Regions from separate parts of the Mus musculus genome. Here region 1 is linked to region 2. Evidence: chromatin contacts called from public HiChIP or PLAC-seq data. All regions are on one chromosome and are shown on one strand. Each heading gives the region's core, a stretch centred on a gene start, on an enhancer-like site or on the middle of the called end of the contact. The rest is flanking DNA. Distances are from core to core; before and after follow the strand shown.

What was found. HiChIP or PLAC-seq counts read pairs in DNA pulled down with a chosen protein or histone mark.
Region 1: an H3K4me3 HiChIP or PLAC-seq map of bone marrow-derived macrophages shows a contact between it and region 2, with 2.1 times the contacts expected there. The contact joins the enhancer-like site here to the promoter of Ugcg in region 2. A contact is called at or near these places in 7 of 39 promoter capture datasets (the HPC-7 cell line, the SN4741 cell line, hematopoietic stem and progenitor cells and 2 more), 4 of 484 Hi-C or Micro-C datasets (the C2C12 cell line, CD4 T cells, the HPC-7 cell line and 1 more), 6 of 115 datasets of contacts at active chromatin or transcription factors (the HPC-7 cell line, bone marrow-derived macrophages, embryonic limb bud and 3 more) and 4 of 9 other capture datasets (adipose tissue, liver, macrophages and 1 more).

What each region holds. Positions count from the first base shown.
Region 1 is chr4:59,292,351-59,296,147 of GRCm38.p6, reverse strand. No RefSeq gene overlaps it. Among named protein-coding and RNA genes, the nearest start is that of Gm35578, 13 kb to the right of the region's middle. Within about 2 kb of position 1,372, at least 22 of the 459 cell types and tissues checked have an H3K27ac peak or open chromatin away from gene starts, as enhancers often do. A contact at or near this core is called in the C2C12 cell line and bone marrow-derived macrophages, where this site is marked.
Region 2 is chr4:59,187,713-59,191,308 of GRCm38.p6, reverse strand. It overlaps Ugcg (UDP-glucose ceramide glucosyltransferase), which reads right to left and starts at 1,759. Exons shown (of 9, transcript NM_011673.3): 1 at 1,568-1,759. The coding sequence starts at 1,665.

The DNA.
Region 1 (3,797 bases), core at 123-2,622, 110 kb before region 2:
AGTCACACAGGGGTTTCTCCACCCTTTCTGCTACCAGATACCTGGTTCTTTTCTTTTATGTCTTCATACTCTCCTTTTTCTTTCTCTCTTTCTCTCTTTCTTTCTTTCTTTCTTTCTTTCTTTCTTTCTTTCTTTCTTTCTTTCTTTCTCTCTCTCTCTCTCTCTTTCTTTTCCTGTCTCTTTCTTTCTCTCTTTCTTTCTTTCTTTCTTTCTTTCTTTCTTTCTTTCTTTCTTTCTTTCTTTCTTTCTTCCTTCCTTCCTTCCTTCCTTCTCTCCTTCCTTCCTTCCTTCCTTCCTTCCTTCCTTCCTTTCTTTCTTTCTTTCTTTTTTTTTTTTTTGAGACAGGGTTTCTCTGTGTAGCCCTGGCTGTCCTGCAAATCTCTTTGTAGACCAGGCTGGCTGAAACTTACAGAGATCTGCTTGCCTTTGCCTCCTGAGTGCTGGGATTAAAGGCATGCATGCCTAGCCTGACGTTCTTGTTTGGAATTGATGGCAGACAGTTGACCACCTACCTCCCTTTGGTGCTCCTTTTCTTACACCCTAATGAAGACCAGATGTGTGTCTCTCATTCACTGGTGGCACCAGGGGCTTCCATGTCACTACTAAGCTCAGCTTGCCCTGGAATTTGCCACGTAGCCCAAGCTAGCCTCAGACTCACAACCGTCCTGCTATGGCCTCCTGACCACACACATGTACTACCGTGCTGTCTCCCAGGACAGTTCCCAGTTAGACTGAAAGTTTAAAAGTCAGCTGTTTGGGGTTTGTTTTGTTTGTTAATTTTACACTCATCCTTAGCAAATTGGCCCTGTAACTGATCAAAACAAACCGATGATGTCATTTACTTTCATTATGACTCCTTGTGACTGGGAAATCAGTCTAATCTTTATTTTACATTAGTCAATCTGCATCTCATCCTCCCTCTCCAGGGATGGGATTATTACCCTGTGGGTGGGGTAGAATAACACAAAGTATGATGGAGAGATTCACAGCTGGAGACCACCGTAGGCAGGGTCGGAGCTGACACTGAGGGACTGGTAGAGGTTAGCCTGTCTGAGACTCTAAGGGAAACCAGAGGCAGTGTGTATTAATGTGTGGGTTCACATAAGAGTATGAACAAAAGCACAAAGAAAGGGGGTGTTAAAGACTGAAATCGAGGGCCAAGAGAGGAAATAGGGGAGATATTAGGAATGCAGAAGCAATATGGTGATTCATTGGATTGCCTCAGTGCTGGGAGGTAGGAAAGGGGAGGAGACAGTTGCTTATCAAACCTTTCAAAAGAACATTTAAAGACAGAACATGTGGCCAGGCCCAAGTTCAGTGGTGGAATGCTTGCCTGGCCTGGGTAAGGAGGAACCTGGGCTCAATGGTCAGCAAGAGGACAGAAAGGAAGTGGGGCATTATGACTAATGAAACATTGTCTTCAGGCACGCTAGATATCCACTTAAGTTGTATTTGTCGTTTAAGTAGTCACTTGGAAAGACTAAGCACTACTGCAAAAGATCTTGAGAGATCCCCTTTTTAGTAATTAATTGCCTTCAGAACTTCTCTATGAGCCACAAATGGGCACCAGCATTATAGCCTCAAAAAACCTGTCTCTGTTTCTCTGTATATGGCGAGAACATATATGGACATAAAATGTATTCCATTAAAATGTGGCTGGTTAGACATTTCTTCTACAAACTAAGAGCATGTGGCAAATTGCTTGTATCTATTTTCCAAAAAGATACAACTTAGGGAGGATAGTTCAGAAGATTTCACTCATAGAACAGCGAAAAAGAAAGGCAGGGGGTACTCCAGACTAGGAGAGCAATCTTCAAGGAGGGAGTCGGACATTCAGAGCAGCCACAGTGGGGCACCTCCATGGAGAGGTAAAGAGGCAATGTTTCATTTATCTACTGGGTTTCTGGTTTTAATCATTGTGGTTGGAAAGCTGCTACATGTGAGTTTCTGATCCACCCGGGTCTCTTGCTGGTAGCTCCTAAGGCAGTCACTAATAATCAGGTCGTCCGCCTAAATCACTCATAAACACCTTAACAAATGGTGGGGGAAGATGAATCAAGCTTTGCGTAGTTTAGGTAGAAGGTCATCTAGAAGGAGAATCTGTTTGTCAGAATTTCTGACCACCAAAAAACCCAGACATGTGGCCCTTTATACACAGCTTGGATTCTTTATGTCTTCAGATCCACTGGCCTGCAGCTCTTGCCTACCCATGTGAATAAGATAAGCCGTACAGAGCCCATACTTCTGAAGAAGCTACTTAAAACCCACATTGGGCTTGAGTCAATCACCTGCATGGGACCCACATAGTCACCCATAAAAATCCATATAAGACATTTCTCTTAGAGCAAGGGGTAAGCTAGTATAGGAAGGCTACAGCTCGGTATCCTCTACCATACCCCCCCTTTTGTCCGTTATCCTGTACATGCATTGTTAATTCTGCAATTCTCCAGGAAAACAGACTCCATCATTTTGGGCCAAACTTAAGGCAAGCTTTATTAAATATTAAATACTGATCAAGAACTAAACTTTGGTCAAGACCATTCCACAGAATTTTCCAGCTGGAATGGTCTCAAACCACATATTGCAGGGGTTTATAAGGACAAACCTATAGGCCACCATATTTTCCCATGAGGCCTTGTTATTTTCCAGAACTACAATTCCCAGCATTCCAGGAAGTTACCTGGTTCCTGGGCAGGCAGGGCTTACAGGTTAATTTTGGTCATTACAGAATATGTATACAGGATGCTCATCTCATCCTAAAATATCTCTTTTCCCAACACTCTGCTTCTGTATCTTTTAAAATGTAATCAATTTCATATGCATATGCGGTGTATTATCCCGTTCATCAGCCGCTTCTCAGCACTTTGACCAGTCAGGAATCTCTGCATTGCCGGGCATGGTGGTGCATGCCTTTAATCCCAGCACTCAGGAGGCAGAGGCAGGCGGATTTCTGAGTTCAAGGCCTGCCTGGTCTACAAAGTGAGTTCCAGGACAGCCAGGACTATACAGAGAAACTCTGTCTCGAAAAAAGAAGAAGAAGAAGAAGAAGAAGAAGAAGAAGAAGAAGAAGAAGAAGAAGAAGAAGAAGAAGAAGAAGAAGAAGAAGAAGAAGAAGAAGAAGAAGAAGAAGAAGAAGAGAGAAGAAAAGAAGAGAGAAGAAAAGAAGAGAAAAGGAAAGGAAAGGAAAGGAAAGGAAAGGAAAGGAAAGGAAAGGAAAGGAAAGGAAAGGAAAGGAAAGGAAAGGAAAGGAAAGGAAAGGAAAGGAAAGGAAAGAGATCTCTGCATTAACCAATGCACACTGCAAAAGGAAGCTTCTCTTGGCCATGGCTGGGAGCTGCGTAGTCAACGTAGATAAGCACAAACACTCTGATGACAATTTAGCAAAACATCAGTAGTAGCCTCCCCTCTAGCATCTGTGATCTCCTTAGCTGTAAGCTTGTATTTTCTACATGGCTGACCAGAGCTGATCAGAAAGTGAGTGGTTTCGCCCCAAACAGTTGTGTTACTGTTGCACCAATGAGCTCATTTTGCCTGCCTGCCTTGCTTTTCCTGGACAACATTGTTTACATTAATCTCTCATCTTGTTTTGCGCATTATCTACAGGAAACAGCAGCTCACTGAGTTTTGTTAATTGGCAAGGTGGCCTTTGTTTTAAAAACGGTTTATAGACCAGAGAAATGAGTTCTTTCCTCTCTTCGTTTTCCAATTGTGTCAGCAGGGGATTGTTCCGTCCTCCTGTGACAGTGACAGGCTGTGCCTCCAGACTCCACAGCAACCTGGCTGTGTGCTGTGTTGAG
Region 2 (3,596 bases), core at 510-3,009:
AATAGTCAGGTTGCTTTGCAGGCAGCTCCCGACAAGCAACAGCCTTGGGGTGTTTGGTTCTTCATGCTTAACTTCTAGCACCTAGAACAGTGCCCTGTACTGCTTATCAAACACCATTTAGTCAGTAGGGGAGATTTTAAAGCAGGCCATGGAACAACAGTCATGACATGGTACAATCTCCTCTCTCCTCTTCTGCCTGATATATATATACCTAATTGGGAAGGTAGGCAAAAATGGTTAACAAGGTAACGTTTTAGTATGTTATAACTATCTTCTTTATTCCTTTCTGTACTGTCTAAATTCCTGATAAAATAACTATTGCTTTTTAAAGAGCCCATGTAGTTAAAATGAATACTGCTTACATTTCTAAATTCCAAACGGGGTATGTTTTCTTTCACTTTCAAAAAAAACCCCACAAAACCCTGTCTGCTTATCTTATACAGGTGTTGTCTTTCTCGGCGTCAGGAAATGGCACACCAATCGGAGAAAAGCACATGTTTTCTATAGTGGAAAAAAAAAGTAACTGCCTAACGTCCTTCCCTGTTTTTCATTAACATACAGCCTATTCTAGCCTATCCCTATCTGGTAGTTTAAAATAAATAAATAAATAAATAAAAATAAATTTCCTCCCTCCTCTTTCAGGCTAAAATGCCAAGTGAGTTCATCTCTACACATTTAAACAGGCTTCATTTTAAAGACATTTCATTGATGGATCAAAACTCAGCCACCTATGTCATGTCTCTCTCCGCCCCTTCACTCTGTTCTGTTTTAGTCATGAGCTTTATAGGGAATAACCTTATTTAGATTTTTATCATGTTTCATCCTTCTAGAATGTAAGCTTCATGAGGGCAGGAGTTTTGTCCTGCTTTCTCACCTATGTCCCCAGCCCAACTCCAGGTGGTATCTAGTAGGCCTTAGGAGGTACCTGCCAAATGAAGAGATGTGTGTGGAAAACAGATTAAGGATGTAACTCCAAACAAGCCAATACATAAAGACTTGGAAAAAAGATAAATAAAGACATGATACTGAAATGCCACGCTGACAGGACTCGATGCTTTATAACACTGGCTCGGAGACGGACCTTCTTCAAGGCGGGCAGGTGCTACACACCTAGCTAAACACATAGCTCTTCTAGGAAGGAGGTAATCCACTGGGAAGCCTGGGGTGGTGGTGATCAGCTCCCGGAAGAGTGTAAAGGACCATCTCCATAATAGAGACGTGGCCGGCGCGGAGGGAGCGGAAAACCTCACAATACACCATACATCCTCGCCCAGATGGGAAGAAAAATCACACGAATCTCCTACACAATCAAACCAAGTAGACAACCCTCCACCAGACAGAGAAGCAGGCTCCTCTCCTAGAGCTCGGTAGTCGCCTGCAACCCAGGAGTCGGGTCGCGACTCCAGCGCGATTCCCTTTCCAGGACCCCGCGTCGCACCGCCCCAAGGAGACCGATTTAGGGGGCCGTTTGGGGATCAGCTTTCTCTATCCCCGCAAAACGCTACCCTCCACCGCACACACGCCTGCCAGTCCAGCTCGTCCCCGAGGCCCCGACCCTCCAACTCACGTGTAGATGATGGACATGAAATGCATCAGCCACAGCACCACGAAGAGCACGAAGCCGAACAAGGCCATTCCCTCCTGGGCCAGGTCCAGCAGCGCCATCCCCCGGCCCGCTGGCCCGGCCCGGCCCGCTCCGGCCGCCGCGGACAGCGCTGCCGCGGGAGGAGGACGCGGGGGCCGCCGGGTGCGGGGCGCGGGCCGCGAGTGGAAGGTGGGAGAGGAAGGGCCGGCGGGGCGGCGGGCGTGAGGACGGAAGGGGCGGGCAGGGCCTGCGCGCCCCCGGCCACTCGGCGCGCGCTCGGCACCGCGCACCCCTTAGCGTGCGCGCGCTGGTGTGCTGCGAGCGCAGGCTGACCGCGCTGCGCGCTCTAGGCGGCCGTTGCCGCGCGCTCGGGCTCCCGTGGTCCAGACCCTTGGGCTGCCGCTGCCGCCGCCGCCGCCGCCGCCGCCGCCGCCGCCGTCGCCGTCGTCCCTTTCGCTCGCCGCGGCTCTGCGTTCTGGTCCGTGCTCTCTGCCGGCGTCCGAATCCCGGCACGATGCGGTCCGCCCTGCCCCGCCCTCTGGAGCCCGGTGCCCGTGCCCCCGCCCCCGGGGCGGCGCCCTCGCGCCTCGGTGCCGGCCCGCGCGCCCACGGGTGGAGCTGCCCCCGCGTGCTCGCCGCCCGGCAGCTACCAACCGCTGCCGCCGCCCGCGCCCGCGGTCCCCCCCCCCCCTGCACTGTCTCTAAGCAGCACGCGCCGCCTCTACACTTTATCTTGGCCAAATCCGGAGGAGCCAAGAGACTGTGTTATTTAAGGAATCCCCAAACTCAGAATTGGAAGAATCGCTTGATGCTGAATTCGCGCAAGATTGTGCGTTCTCTAGGGCAGCTGAGTGTAATTTGGCTAAGATGTAGCCAAGAGAGTTATGGAAATGTAGCTAGTTCGAGCAGTGCTAGGCTGTTAAGTGTTGCCAGTACACCGCTGACAAACCATCTCATTCATAAATCTTGTATTATTTGCTGGGATGATAGATTTTAGTCATACTGGGTTAAATTACGTTACTCCATTTTTAAAAAGCTGTTAAATGTTGCTATTACTAAAACGTTTAATTATGCATGTGCACGATACTGAAAATGGGGAAATGAAGGCTAGGCTGTGTGAGAAGCCTGTATGTAGCCCAGTTACTTCTGGGACTGAAGCAGGAGAATTACCTGAACTTGAACACACAGGTTCCAGGCCAGGCTGGGCAAATTCAATGAATCCCTGTGGTGGAAAAACAAGAGTATTCTAACTTTAAGTCGCAACTGGGAGAAGCTAGTAGTAAATGTTTCCATTTGTTTCTTCAGCCTGGATACATCTATATTGTTTACAATTGTTCTGTGTTTAAACTGTTTATTATTCAAGTTACTTTTAAAAAATAATCCAAAAATGACGGGCAGTGGTGACATACACCTTTAATCCCAGCACTTGGGAAGCAGAGACAGGCAGATTTCTGAGTTCGAGGCCAGCCTGGTCTACAGAGTTCCAGGACAGCCAGGGCTACACAGAGAAACTCTGTCTCGAAAAAAGAAAAAGGAAAAAAAAAAAATCCTTAAGGTTTGCAGTGTCCTTTGTTCTACTGGTGAAAAATCAGTGGGAAAGAACCATGCTTCGAAATTAATTTCCAGTTGTTGAGAGTTACTGGTTAATAGAGTTACAGCAGGATGGAATCCATACATAGAAATAATAGCACAGGGTTTTAAATGCCACGATTGTGATTAATCAATTCTAAGGCCCACTTTTAAAGCATTCTTAACACATTTTCAATAATCCATTATTTTCAAGAATCCAAAATGGAAATGCATCTCACACTCAGTGACATCTTACAAATAAAAATAATAGGCCAGGTTTCTTTTTCTTAAAATGTGTTTGCTAGTCATATACAAAACAATGCTGTGTGTTCTCAATACTTCCTTGAACTTGGTCAAGGATATGAATTTCTCAATTTGAGCATTTTGTAGCATTTTTCATTTTTTCCAAATCTTTCCTAGACCTTTACAGCAAAGGATTCCA